Regions from separate parts of the Mus musculus genome. Here regions 1 and 2 are each linked to region 3. A link is a contact called in public Hi-C and HiChIP or PLAC-seq data. All regions are on one chromosome and are shown on one strand. The core of a region is the stretch at or near the end of the contact, and the rest is flanking DNA. Distances in the headings are between cores, read along the strand shown.

Evidence for each region. A called contact is a pair of places that touch in the nucleus more often than the background predicts. HiChIP or PLAC-seq counts read pairs in DNA pulled down with a chosen protein or histone mark.
Region 1: an H3K4me3 HiChIP or PLAC-seq map of bone marrow-derived macrophages shows a contact between it and region 3, with 3 times the contacts expected there. The contact joins two enhancer-like sites. A contact is called at or near these places in 3 of 39 promoter capture datasets (cranial neural crest, hippocampal neurons and pre-B cells), 1 of 15 datasets of contacts at CTCF or cohesin (pro-B cells), 3 of 484 Hi-C or Micro-C datasets (the G1E-ER4 cell line, bone marrow-derived macrophages and nephron progenitors), 3 of 115 datasets of contacts at active chromatin or transcription factors (T-cell acute lymphoblastic leukemia, bone marrow-derived macrophages and effector CD8 T cells) and 2 of 9 other capture datasets (adipose tissue and liver).
Region 2: a Hi-C map of the G1E-ER4 cell line shows a contact between it and region 3, with 3 times the contacts expected there. The contact joins two enhancer-like sites. A contact is called at or near these places in 1 of 39 promoter capture datasets (pre-B cells), 8 of 484 Hi-C or Micro-C datasets (the Ba/F3 cell line, the G1E-ER4 cell line, cortical neurons and 3 more) and 3 of 115 datasets of contacts at active chromatin or transcription factors (embryonic stem cells and extraembryonic endoderm stem cells).

What each region holds. Positions count from the first base shown.
Region 1 is chr9:72,459,574-72,463,312 of GRCm38.p6, forward strand. It overlaps Tex9 (testis expressed gene 9), which reads right to left. Exons shown (of 12, transcript NM_009359.4): 11 at 2,283-2,417; 12 at 1-1,705. The coding sequence ends at 1,628. Among named protein-coding and RNA genes, the nearest start is that of Mns1, 23 kb to the left of the region's middle. Within about 2 kb of position 1,423, at least 25 of the 459 cell types and tissues checked have an H3K27ac peak or open chromatin away from gene starts, as enhancers often do. A contact at or near this core is called in the G1E-ER4 cell line and bone marrow-derived macrophages, where this site is marked.
Region 2 is chr9:72,878,985-72,882,463 of GRCm38.p6, forward strand. The region is part of intron 11 of Prtg (protogenin); the gene reads left to right. Among named protein-coding and RNA genes, the nearest start is that of Pygo1, 45 kb to the right of the region's middle. Within about 2 kb of position 1,412, at least 81 of the 459 cell types and tissues checked have an H3K27ac peak or open chromatin away from gene starts, as enhancers often do. A contact at or near this core is called in the G1E-ER4 cell line, extraembryonic endoderm stem cells and stem cell-derived neural stem cells, where this site is marked.
Region 3 is chr9:72,638,527-72,642,290 of GRCm38.p6, forward strand. No RefSeq gene overlaps it. Among named protein-coding and RNA genes, the nearest start is that of Gm23057, 7.0 kb to the left of the region's middle. RefSeq lists an enhancer at 568-2,940. Within about 2 kb of position 1,630, at least 366 of the 459 cell types and tissues checked have an H3K27ac peak or open chromatin away from gene starts, as enhancers often do. A contact at or near this core is called in the G1E-ER4 cell line, bone marrow-derived macrophages, extraembryonic endoderm stem cells and 1 more, where this site is marked.

The DNA.
Region 1 (3,739 bases), core at 173-2,672, 180 kb before region 3:
TTCCTGCTTCTACCTCCTGAGTGCTGGGATTAAAGGCGTGTGCTCTCTGCCTAGCCATTGCTCTTAACTGTCTGATTTCAGGTCTTATAGGGATGGGCAACCTGGGATGTGATTAATGCAGACCACTACAAATAGCAAACTTAAAATGTTATACAAAATTCATTTTTTTAATTTGTAATTCTGTTGCATAGTCTTTCAGTATGAACTCTGAAGATCACAATATCATGTCACAATATAAAAGGATTGGATACACAAATACGTGGGGCTAAGCTTCAGCTTTTCCCTGTTCAGTGTGTTGGCTGTGGGTTTGTCACATATGACTCACGTTACAGCACATTCCTTCTGTAACCTACTTTGCTGACAGTTTTGTCATGAAGTGTTGCTCAGTCTTGGGCTTTTCTCTCTACTGAATTTACAAACCTTTTCTTCATTCTGTCAGTGTGACATGCTTACTGATTTGAATGTCAAATCATCTAGGTTGAATCCCACTGCATCGTGATGAGGGATCTTTTGATGTATAGAAGTTGTTTGCTGGTGTTCTGGGGAGCATTTCTGCATCTGAGTTGATCAGAGATACTGGACTATGGGAGTTGTTGGCTTGGTTTTGTTTGTTGCTCTTGCATGATTTCGGTATCAGGATGAGCATACTTGAATGTGGAAATGTCTTTATGTCACTGTTTTGGAATAGTTTGAGAAGAACTGCCAATCTTTAAATGTTTGGTAGAAGCTGGCAGTGAAGCCGTCAGGTCCTGTGTTTTTCTTTGAGGAGATTTATTTTTTTAAATATTTATTTTTATTTTATGTGTATCCCTGAGTGCATGTCTATGTATCCCGTTTGTGCAGAGGTCAATGGAGGCCAGAAAAGGGCCTTGAACCCCTAGAGCTGGAGTTAAAGGTGGCTGTGAGCAGCCCTGTGGGTGCTGGGAACTGAATTTGGGTCCTCTGCAATAGCAGCAATGCCCTCCGTAACCACTGTGCCATCACACCAGCTCCCAATAGAGCTTTTTATTATGGATTTGATCTACTTGATCTCCCTTCTTACTATGGGTGTGTCCAGGTTTTTCTATCTTAGTTAATTCTTGGTAGTATATCTCCAGAAATTAAACATTCTGTGTTATCCAAATTGTTCATAATCACTTATACTTATGATCCTTTGGTACAGTAAGTGTGTCCCTGTTTCCATCTCTATTTTGTCTCCTGTGTGCACAACCACTGAACAAGAGAACACACACATAGCCCCTGCACAACAGCCTCTGGTCCCAGCCTGCATCACTGCTGTTGGATGCAGCAGCCGTGCACAGCACACAGGCCTGCAGCAGACTCAGCAGCTGCAGCTGGGGATCTCCAGAATCTTGCCCTGCCATCTTCTCTGTCCTCTCCCAGGTCTAGTAGGTCATAAAAGATAATTAAGAGTCGAAGTCTTGCTTCCTTATTTCATAACTACTAATGAAAAAGGAAGTCAGGCCAGAGTTGCCGTCTGGCTTTGTCTTCCAACATCCTCCCAAACATTCTGTTTATTTCACCAGGTCATTATCTAACTCTTTTATTTCACAAATGTTCTTATTACTCATGAACAGCAAGAAGACTACACTTGATATCAAATGAGCATCCCATTGCAGTTGCTCACTCATGAACTGCCCCACTCAAGAGCCTTCATAAACTCCTCCTCGCTGAAAGACAGCATCTTGGCAGCTTCAATATGCATCTGTTTTTAAAAAATATATATTGTTCAATTTAGAGATGGACACACAACAAAAGAAAATTTGTTTGTGTTAATATGCTATCAAAAAAATAAGCTATTGTTGGATTATACATACTAACCATGCAAGTGTAACACTTTAAATTGATATTACATGAAGACCAAGCTACTGTTAAAAGAATAATTTGATATCATTATACCTGATCTTTGTAACGAGAGAGGGCTGTGAATTGTCTTTTTTCATGTTTCAAGAAAGATACAATGTGTTTTAGAATTACTGCTCAAAGTTTGAAGAGGAAATTAATCCACTAAAATTAGTCATTCTCATGAATGGTACTTTCTGTAGTTGGGAGGGAATATATATACAAACATATCTGTGTATGTGTGCGCGTGCGTGCGTGCGTGCGTGTGTTTTAAACCAGTGAACCTCACTATGTATTACACAGATGTGACTTCACACGTATACAGTGCATCTTTAGATACAATTTTATGTGTAAGATTATAAGCAAAGTAAAAACAAACTTTTTGGCAGAACGGTCTGTCTGTAGTGTATCTGAGATACAGCGTCTATTGTTAGACTCACCTTCTGCCTTTTCAAAATGTCAATCAATTTCAACTGCTTCTTGAACCCTATCATTAATTCTCCTTTTTGTCTTTCTAGTTTTTTGTTTTCTGATTTCAACACTTCAATTTTTTGATGGTCTTCATTTGTAATATCCTATGAAAGCAAATAAAAAAAATTTTAGTTGAAATATAACATTGTTCTTTATATTACTAAATAATTTCAGTCAGCTCTTTAAAAATATTTTTAAAATTAACTTTCAATTCTAAAAAAATCTATAAACCTAAACTTGACAGAACATAAGACTTTTCAGTAGCAGAATTTGCACATGGTATGGTCGTTTGAGGTAAGAGCCACATATTCCACTATCATTCCTAGCAAGACTTTCCACTGTACAGGTTTACAGTGGTCCTGCTGGGCTCGAGACAGAGAACAGGACTGTGAGATACTGCATCGAGTTGGAGATCCAAGAACGAGCCCCACATTTTACCCACACACTTTCTTTAAAGCACTGGCAGACAGAAGTATTATGTCTGGAGTGAGAGTCTCAGAAGCCTGTGAAAGACTTATTCTACAGAGCTGGTCAGAGAACTCATCCGCAGCAATAACAAGGACACCAAATCTGAACTCTCAGAAAAGATGGAACAGTAGAAGTTACTAGGTCCAGGAAGGTTCTGTGTTTGCCGTACTGAAGAGAAGGTTTCACAAAAGGAGTAAGACAGCAGAAGGAGCTAAGATTCCACACACACTTCTTAAAAGAGGAAACCAGGCATCTTGTGTTCAGGTTTATCTCTAAAGACATGTGAGGGATGGAAGAAGATAATCCACAGAAATAGTAGCCAAAAGAAATCAGCCTCTTTCCATTGCATGACTGTACAGTTGTTCCTCAGTCAGACTTAGGAAGAGGCAAGATGATTACATAATGGCAAAAGGGTCTGTTCTCCAATCTGTGATAATTACATGTGTATCAAACATCAGCATGACTAAACCTAAGAAGCAAAAATGAAAAGATTCAAAGGGAGATCACTACAATAAATGCAGAAAGTTCGGTATCTTACTTTCAATCATGCATGGTCACCAGACAGATCAATAAGGAAACGGGGGACTGCAGATAAGTTGGAACTAAGAAAGATATTCCTCCCAACAATAAGGGAATATAGTTTTCTCAAATGCAACCAGGTCATTTTCCATAGTAAATCATGGTAGATCATAATTTTTAACAAGTTTAGGGAGACTGGAACCATGCAGTGTCTTCTGTAACCATAAATTGAAGCTAGAAATTAAATATGTGTAAACTAAGCACACACTGAGGCAGCTTTCTGGCCTATAGTAAAATGCCCGAGACAACCTGCCGGAGGCTTGCTTTGCTCAGCCTCAGCAGTTTCTGCCCACGTTCCCTGGGCCCAGTGCCTTAGGCCTGAGGAGCAGTCTGTCATCGTGAAAGCACACAGCAGAGGACATTGGGCTTTAAAGAAGCC
Region 2 (3,479 bases), core at 162-2,661, 240 kb after region 3:
GTCTGTGCCTGGTGCCCAGAAGCCAGAAGGAGGTGACAGATTCGTTTGGAGCCTTTTTCCCCCCCTATCCGTAGGAAGTTATCAACCTTCATCGTCTCTCGGTTTGATGATGCCATAGTGGAAGACTAAACTTATAAAACAGGACCTCTGGACTGCCTTTCTTTCATGCTGACCCACAGAAAAGGTGTCTCTTTAGACAAGCACGTAAGATCTGAACATAAAGGGGGGAGGGGGTGGGCTATGTCACTTTTAGGTTAGGTTTTCAGTGTGTGAGTCGGGTTCTCTTCCAGCAGGGCTCAAGCAAGGAGCTCTACACCCTAAACTTTTGATTAATCATGCCTCGTGAATGGAATCTGACATGTAAAAGTAAAAATATATGCTCCAAAGAGAAATAACATGATCGAAATGTTGCATACACAGTATTAATTGAGAAAGCCTGCTGCCTCTGTCTGGGTTTCTAGCAGTCAGTCACGGCTTCGATGAGGAGGTTTTTGTGGTAGAGATTGGCGGTAGTATATGCTTATTTTGATAGGAAGTTGATTCTAAAATGGAAAGGATTTTTCCCTTCAATTATCCTGCACTCACTAAGAGAGGGAGCATTGTCACTGGCAGGGATAGAGGTGTTTGTGTTAAGGCCCTTCAGGAGGCCAAACAAAAGGACCCAAGGCTTTTCAGGTTTAGACAAATACCCTCCCTTTGGCTTGCAGGAAAGCCTACTTTGGGAACTTACACACTCCACAGCCTCACTGAACAGTTTTGTAACATTTTGGCATATTCAGTCAAGTACAAGTGAAGTTTGTTCACAAAGTGAAAACCATTCATGATAAACAGGCGCACAGAAAGTCAGCTTGTAAGTAAAAGGGGATGAATTTTTAATCTAAGCTTAAAGCACGGTTGACATTCTCAGCTAGAATCTGACTTTTAATTCAACACACTAGCACATTTGAACAAAAACAGTTGAGGCTCTGAATTTTTTCCCATTCTAATAAGCGTGTTGGTCATATAAGAATGGATCCTAACAAGATCTGCTGTGTAATGATGCAGACCGGAACTTAGAACCATGGTACAGGTATGTGTGAAAGATTAAGAAACCCGTTATATTTGCATAATCACTAGAAAAATGCTTTAAAAAAAAAAAAGAAGCAAAAAGAACAAGAGACCCACTCCTCCAGTAATGTCTCCCTAGCAAGAAAACTCCAGTCACTTGGGAAACTTGAGGCCAGCCCACTGTTGAAATGAGATTTAGGCTTTCTGTGCTATGCTTAAGTGTGGTGTCTTCACGCCCAGAGCTGCTCTCCGCCTTCCGTTCCCACCCATCCCCCTTAGCATTTTTCCTGCCTCTCTGCCTGCTGGACCAGACTTGGGCTGGCCCCAGATTCTGTGTCAGAGGCCACGACCCAGGTGTCACAGCAACCCCTACTGCCGTCCTCCTCTCTGAATAATTATATGGGGGGTATTGTTTGGGAGGGACAGGCTCCAGGGCAGTGCAGTCACCCTGGCTGGCCAGACCAAGGAGAGCTCTGGTCGGGGTTGCTGGGGAACAATGAGCCTGAGCAGGCTTGTTGCAAGACCTGGCCACACAAAAGATTAAATTAAAAGTGGACATTCGGTGGGGTGCTGGGCCTCACCCCGCAGAGCCTCTCACCTTCCTAACTCTCTTCCCGTGTCCTCTTTTAGTATCTTTACACGAGCTGACCTCAGGCCAGCAGAGTTTGAGAGTGCCCTTTACCTTTGGAAACATATTCTGGCTTGCCTCTCTTAGGCTCTGAAGCTGTCTTCATGGCGGCATATTGTGGCTGCTATCAGCAGGCTTTCTCTCGTGGCCCTTTGAGTAAATAAGGCAAGGCCTCACGTAGTGAGTTTTAAAACAGCACTCAGTTGTCTTACTAAACACCTTACCTGACACGCGCGTGCTTTGTTTAAATAAAAATCTCTTACAAATACAAAGCCACACAGCTAAATTAATCAGACCTCAGAACTATATATTGAAGTGGCCTTCTGTATGGTTAAAACAGCCACGCTAAGGCTGTGAAGTCTCACATTGGGTTTCACTCTCATTATCAAACACATTTGTACACACCTACCCAACCACCAGAAATGAAAAATCCCTGACTAAGAACTAAATAACTAAAAGCAACCCATGGTGATTTTTAAAACAACACTATTTTCTTGAGGGTGCTTCATGGGGCCACTCCAGTGCGATCTGGTTTGTTAATTGAAGATTAACATCGGATGTGGCTCAAGTCTAGAGGTTACTTCCTCTTCCTTTGATGTGGGGGGAGGGGGGGTCGCTTTTCCCACCGCCTGGGAGTTTTCCATAGAAAAATGGCAATTCAAACTCTCTGCACCTTAGATATAAATTGGAAAGGTGGCTGGAAGGGTGGAGTGCTCCGCTCCTGTGAGGTTTTTTTCATGGTCTTGACCTCAGGTTTTCCCCTAATTTTATCAAACCCTGACCTCCGGCTCTGGTCCGGCTCTCCTGGAAGATCCCGGGGCCTCGTGAACAAGCAGCCACCGCAGGAAACAAAGGCTGGCTTCATAACCCTGGCTTATCTGTGTCTTTGGTCCACAGCCCAGGGCTTCGTAAATAATTGTTTTCTGGTGTGGGTTTTCCAGGATGCAAGCCAAAGGATTGTTGGCCTTACTGCACTGTTTGTGCTGTTTGAGCTCCACGCCTGTCAGGACTGTCACCGTCTTTGTCCATCGCTGCCGAGCACTTGGTGGTGTTTGGGAGAAATACAGAATGAAAACTTCCTACTAAGTCAGCCTGTTACATGTAGTAGGTTTACATAAAGTGCAAAAACAGACCCAGTGGTCAGAACACACACAACTGGAGTTGTTAAAAACTGTTTATTGGATGGCTAGCCGTGGGGGGGAGGGGGGTGCACATTTTTCATCCCAGCAATCAGGAGGCAAGGGCAGGGGAATCTCTGTGAGCTCGAGGCCAACTTAGTCTACAAAGAGAGTTCCAGGACAGCCAGGGCAACCCAGAGAAACACTTTCTTTAAAAACAACAACAAAAAAAAGGAACAAACAAACAAAAAAAAGGTTTTCATTTTTTTATTTTGTTTTTCTCTTGAGACAAGGTATCAATTGTGTGTCCCAGCCTGACCTGGTCCCTGTCCCCAGTGCATGGCTCAAATGTTTTCTCCTTTTTTTTTTTTTTGTTTTTTTTTTTTGTTTTTTTCGAGACAGGGTTTCTCTGTGTAGCCCTGACTGTCCTGGAACTCCCTCTGTAGACCAGGCTGGCCTCGAACTCAGAAATTTGCCTGCCTCTGCCTCCCAAGTGCTGAGATTAAAGGTGTGCACTACCACGCCCGGCCAAATGTTTTCTCCTTAAAGTATTTTACTCCTTACTATTTGTGCTAGTTAGGTGTTTGTGTGTTTGTTTCAACTCGACACAAGCCAGAGTCATCTGAGAGGAGAAAACCCTGTTGCTGCTTCTTTATGAGTTTTCTCTTTTTGATTGGTGATTGATA
Region 3 (3,764 bases), core at 380-2,879:
CATCTGTAATGGGATCTGATGCCTTCTTCTGGTGTGTCTGAAGACAGCTGCAGTGTACTTACATATAACCATAAATAATTCTAAAACAAAACAAAACAAAAAAAAGCCAGATGGTGCTTTTAATCCCAGCACTCTCCAGCCTGTTCATACAGTGAGTTCCAAGACAGCTAGGGCTACATGGAGAGAGTGAGTGAGAGAGAGAGAGAGAGAGAGAGAGAACGAGACATGGCACCATCTGCCTATACTCTGGACACTCAGAAGACTGCGTTTTGGGGATCACAAAGCTGGGCTAGGCTTGGCTATGTAGTAAGAACCTGTCTCAAAAGACCAAAATAATTATAATAATTATTATAATTCTAATAGAGCAATAATGTAAATTCACTTGCTGTAAATGAAAGGATATAGGTTACATAAAATGAGGATATTCAAATACTGTTATAAAGTTAACTCTAAAACATCAGCCTGTAAGTTTTATTAAGAGTCCATTACTTAAGCATCAAATGTATTCTGTTCCCATATGAAATATCCAGTTAAGACAGGGCTTAAAAACTGGTTACTTGGAATCTGATGTAGCTGCACAGGACCAAAATAGTCACAAGACTGTAACAGCTGAGAACTCTGCACAGGAGCAGACAGACCAGCAAATGGCTGCCCGTAAGGCAATATGACGGACACAGTACCTTTGGGGCTTTGGTAGCGAGAGGTTTTGAAATATGTTGATGTGCTTTTTATTTTTGTATTTCTTGCTCATGACTTTTACTCTAGTTTAAACATCACTGCTTTCAAAAGTTCTGGGGCTTTTATAGCTGGGACGCAAAGAATTACTCGTTTTCTCTTGAACATCATTTCAGAAGGTCTTCAAAGCCTGATCTCTCCATTATATTCTAATCAAGAAAACACTTCAAGAACCCTCAGTGAGCCAGGCAGTGGTGGCGCACACCTTTAATCCCAGCACTCGGGTGGCAGAGGCAGATGGATCTCTGAATTTGAGGCCAGCCTGGTCTGTCTACAGAGCAAGTTCCAGGATAGCCAGGCCTACACTGAGAAATTCTGTCTTAAAAAAGAACAAAGAAAGAAAAGAAAGAGGAGGGGGAGGGGGAGGAGCTTAGCTGTTAGAGTGTTTGCCTGGTATACACAAAGCCCCAGCTCCCTATAAACCAGACATGGTGATGCACACGTGACCTCAGCACTCAGGAGCTAAAGTAAATCAGCAACTCAGACACCCTCTGCTCCTAAGTGAATTTGAGGCTAACCTGGGATCCAGCAGATTGTCTCAAAATGGCAACAACAACAACAACAAAAACCCTTACGGGGGTGTGTGTGTGTGTGTGTGCGCGCGCGCGCGCGTGTGCAATACTGAACAGATAATTAGATGCACAAGAAACAGAGGCAGTGAGAAAGCAGACTGGACGCTGAAGATCTCTCAGAAACCGATTACAGCAAGACCAGAGAGGCTGGGAGATGATCCTAGGAGGAAGCTGGAGCCGCGGTGGAACGCGGCAGTGGCCAGCACTTTCCACAGCTAGCCCAGAAAATACCCAGACTTCTCCAGGCCCGGCTCGCACTGCTGTCTCGAGGGGATGGACCTAGCTAGGGTTTACAGATCATGTGACCTGCAAGCGGCTAGCTCCGGAGCTGAGAGGGGGATGGGGTGAGGGCAAGAATAACACGTTGCGCAAACAGGCTCAGGGCCTACTGGTTGATAAGAAGGGCCCGCTTGTTCTGTTTCAAACTTACGAAATATCCTCAAATATTTCGATCTGAGGCATGGTATAGTATAGTTTTTAATATAAACCATACGACCATGAGGTCATTGCAATTTCCTGTCACACACAAAAAGGCAATAAAAGACCTTCCTGGTTAGGGGGGAGGAGCCTAGGGAGAAAGCCAGAAGGGTGGAATTCTCCAGCTGGGTGAAAGGGAATCTTAGAGGAGAGGCAGCTCAGGCATTCTTTCTGTCTGGGGACTTGGAAAAACACCCCACACCGAAGGAGGGTTGCAAACAAAACAGCCGGGCTGGAGGAGGGTGGGAGAGCAGAGAGAAGTGGAGTTGGGGCGTGTGAGCTTCAAGGGGCCAGAATATCCTAGATAAATGTTACTGGATTTGAGGCCCCAGCCTGGGCCTCAAGAAAGTATGTTTCGACAACCGTCCTGAGTAAGCCAAAAAAAGCAGCCCAGTTAATAATGAAAACAGAAAGAAGAGATTTTTATTCAATGTGGTCACATTGAGAAGGACAAAGAACTCTAGTGAGCCCGTCCTGATGGAAGGTTCAGTTTTAAGTAGGGGCCAGGCTAAGCAAGCAGTCTGGGGCAGACTGTGGTCCCACCTACCGCTGTTCCTCCTTACCTCTCCCACAACGCAGTCTGACGAATTGTGGATCTCTTTCCTGATTTTATTTTTCCCCCTCTGACTTTCTCTTCTCCCAGCAAGAGCTTTTGGGGAAATTCCCGTTTACTGGGGCCCATTGTTTCAATAGTCTGCAGACCAGAGGGAAGGAAGGACACAGTGTTTCTTTAGAATACCAACCATCTCTGCTTGACTGGTTACAGTAGGTTTCGTGCCTTTGGTCGGGGTCCACAGCTACATTTGAAGACCTGTAGATCCCAAAGGGTTGGACGTAAGTCTGGGAGAGCTATACCCCAAGCAAGGGGCCACGGCAAATACAGGAGGCATCCAGGGCAGAAGATAGTAATCCCAAAAGCAAATGGTACCCACAGTAGAGAAAAGTACCTTAGTGGAGGCTAGCAAGCAGAGAGGGCAGAAGGGCCTCCCTCCTCAGTGCAGAACTAAGTGGTGTCACATACCCTCTGCCGCCTGCCACCTGCACTCAGCCTGAGGTATAAAGGGAAAGAATGCCTGAGGAGTTCCTAAAGATAGACTCTGAATTAATCCAAAAGGAAAGGTCTAGAGGTGGTGACATGTTCTTAAAGGGGCAGGGTGAAAGTTTCCACAACTTGTAGAATTGTGGGGTGTTCTGTTTTTTTCACTGACATATTAACAGAGTTAAATATCTTTGCCCTTGAGTCATTTTAACCATAAACTTCAAACCTGGTGCCTGTGTACACATTCAGACAAGTGTACCGGCCCCGAATTTAATTAAACACACACAGCTGAGTCAAGGTGCACACACCCAGTCCCAGATACTCATGAGGTTCTTTTAAAACCATCCTGTTCAACATGGTGAGACACTATCTGAAAAACAAAAACAAAACAAAAAAACAACCTTAGGGAACATACACAGGCACGCATAATAAATCTACACAGAGAACTTCACACACACACACACACACACACACACACACACACACACACACGAGAGAGAGAGAGAGGGAAAGAGAGAGAGAGAGAGGGAAAGAGAGAGAGAGAGAGTTCTGACTTTCGATCTCCTTTTTTGTACTAGGTTAGACCAGCTGCTCCCTTAAACAATGCATGACATTCTACTGGGTCAGTCAGCAATCATTTTGGGAAAGAAAACACATGTTGGCTTAAAAATTTCAAGCATGGGCTGGTGAGATGGCTCAGTGAGTAAGAGCACCCGACTGCTCTTCCGAAGGTCCGAAGTTCAAATCCCAGCAACCACATGGTGGCTCACAACCATCTGTAACAAGATCTGACTCCCTCTTCTGGAGTGTCTGAAGACAGCTACAGTATACTTACATATAATAAATAAATAAATCTTTAAAAAAAAAAATTCAAGCATCACGGGGTGGTGGTGGTGGCGCACACCTTTAATCCCAGCACTTAGGAAGCAGGCGGATTTCTG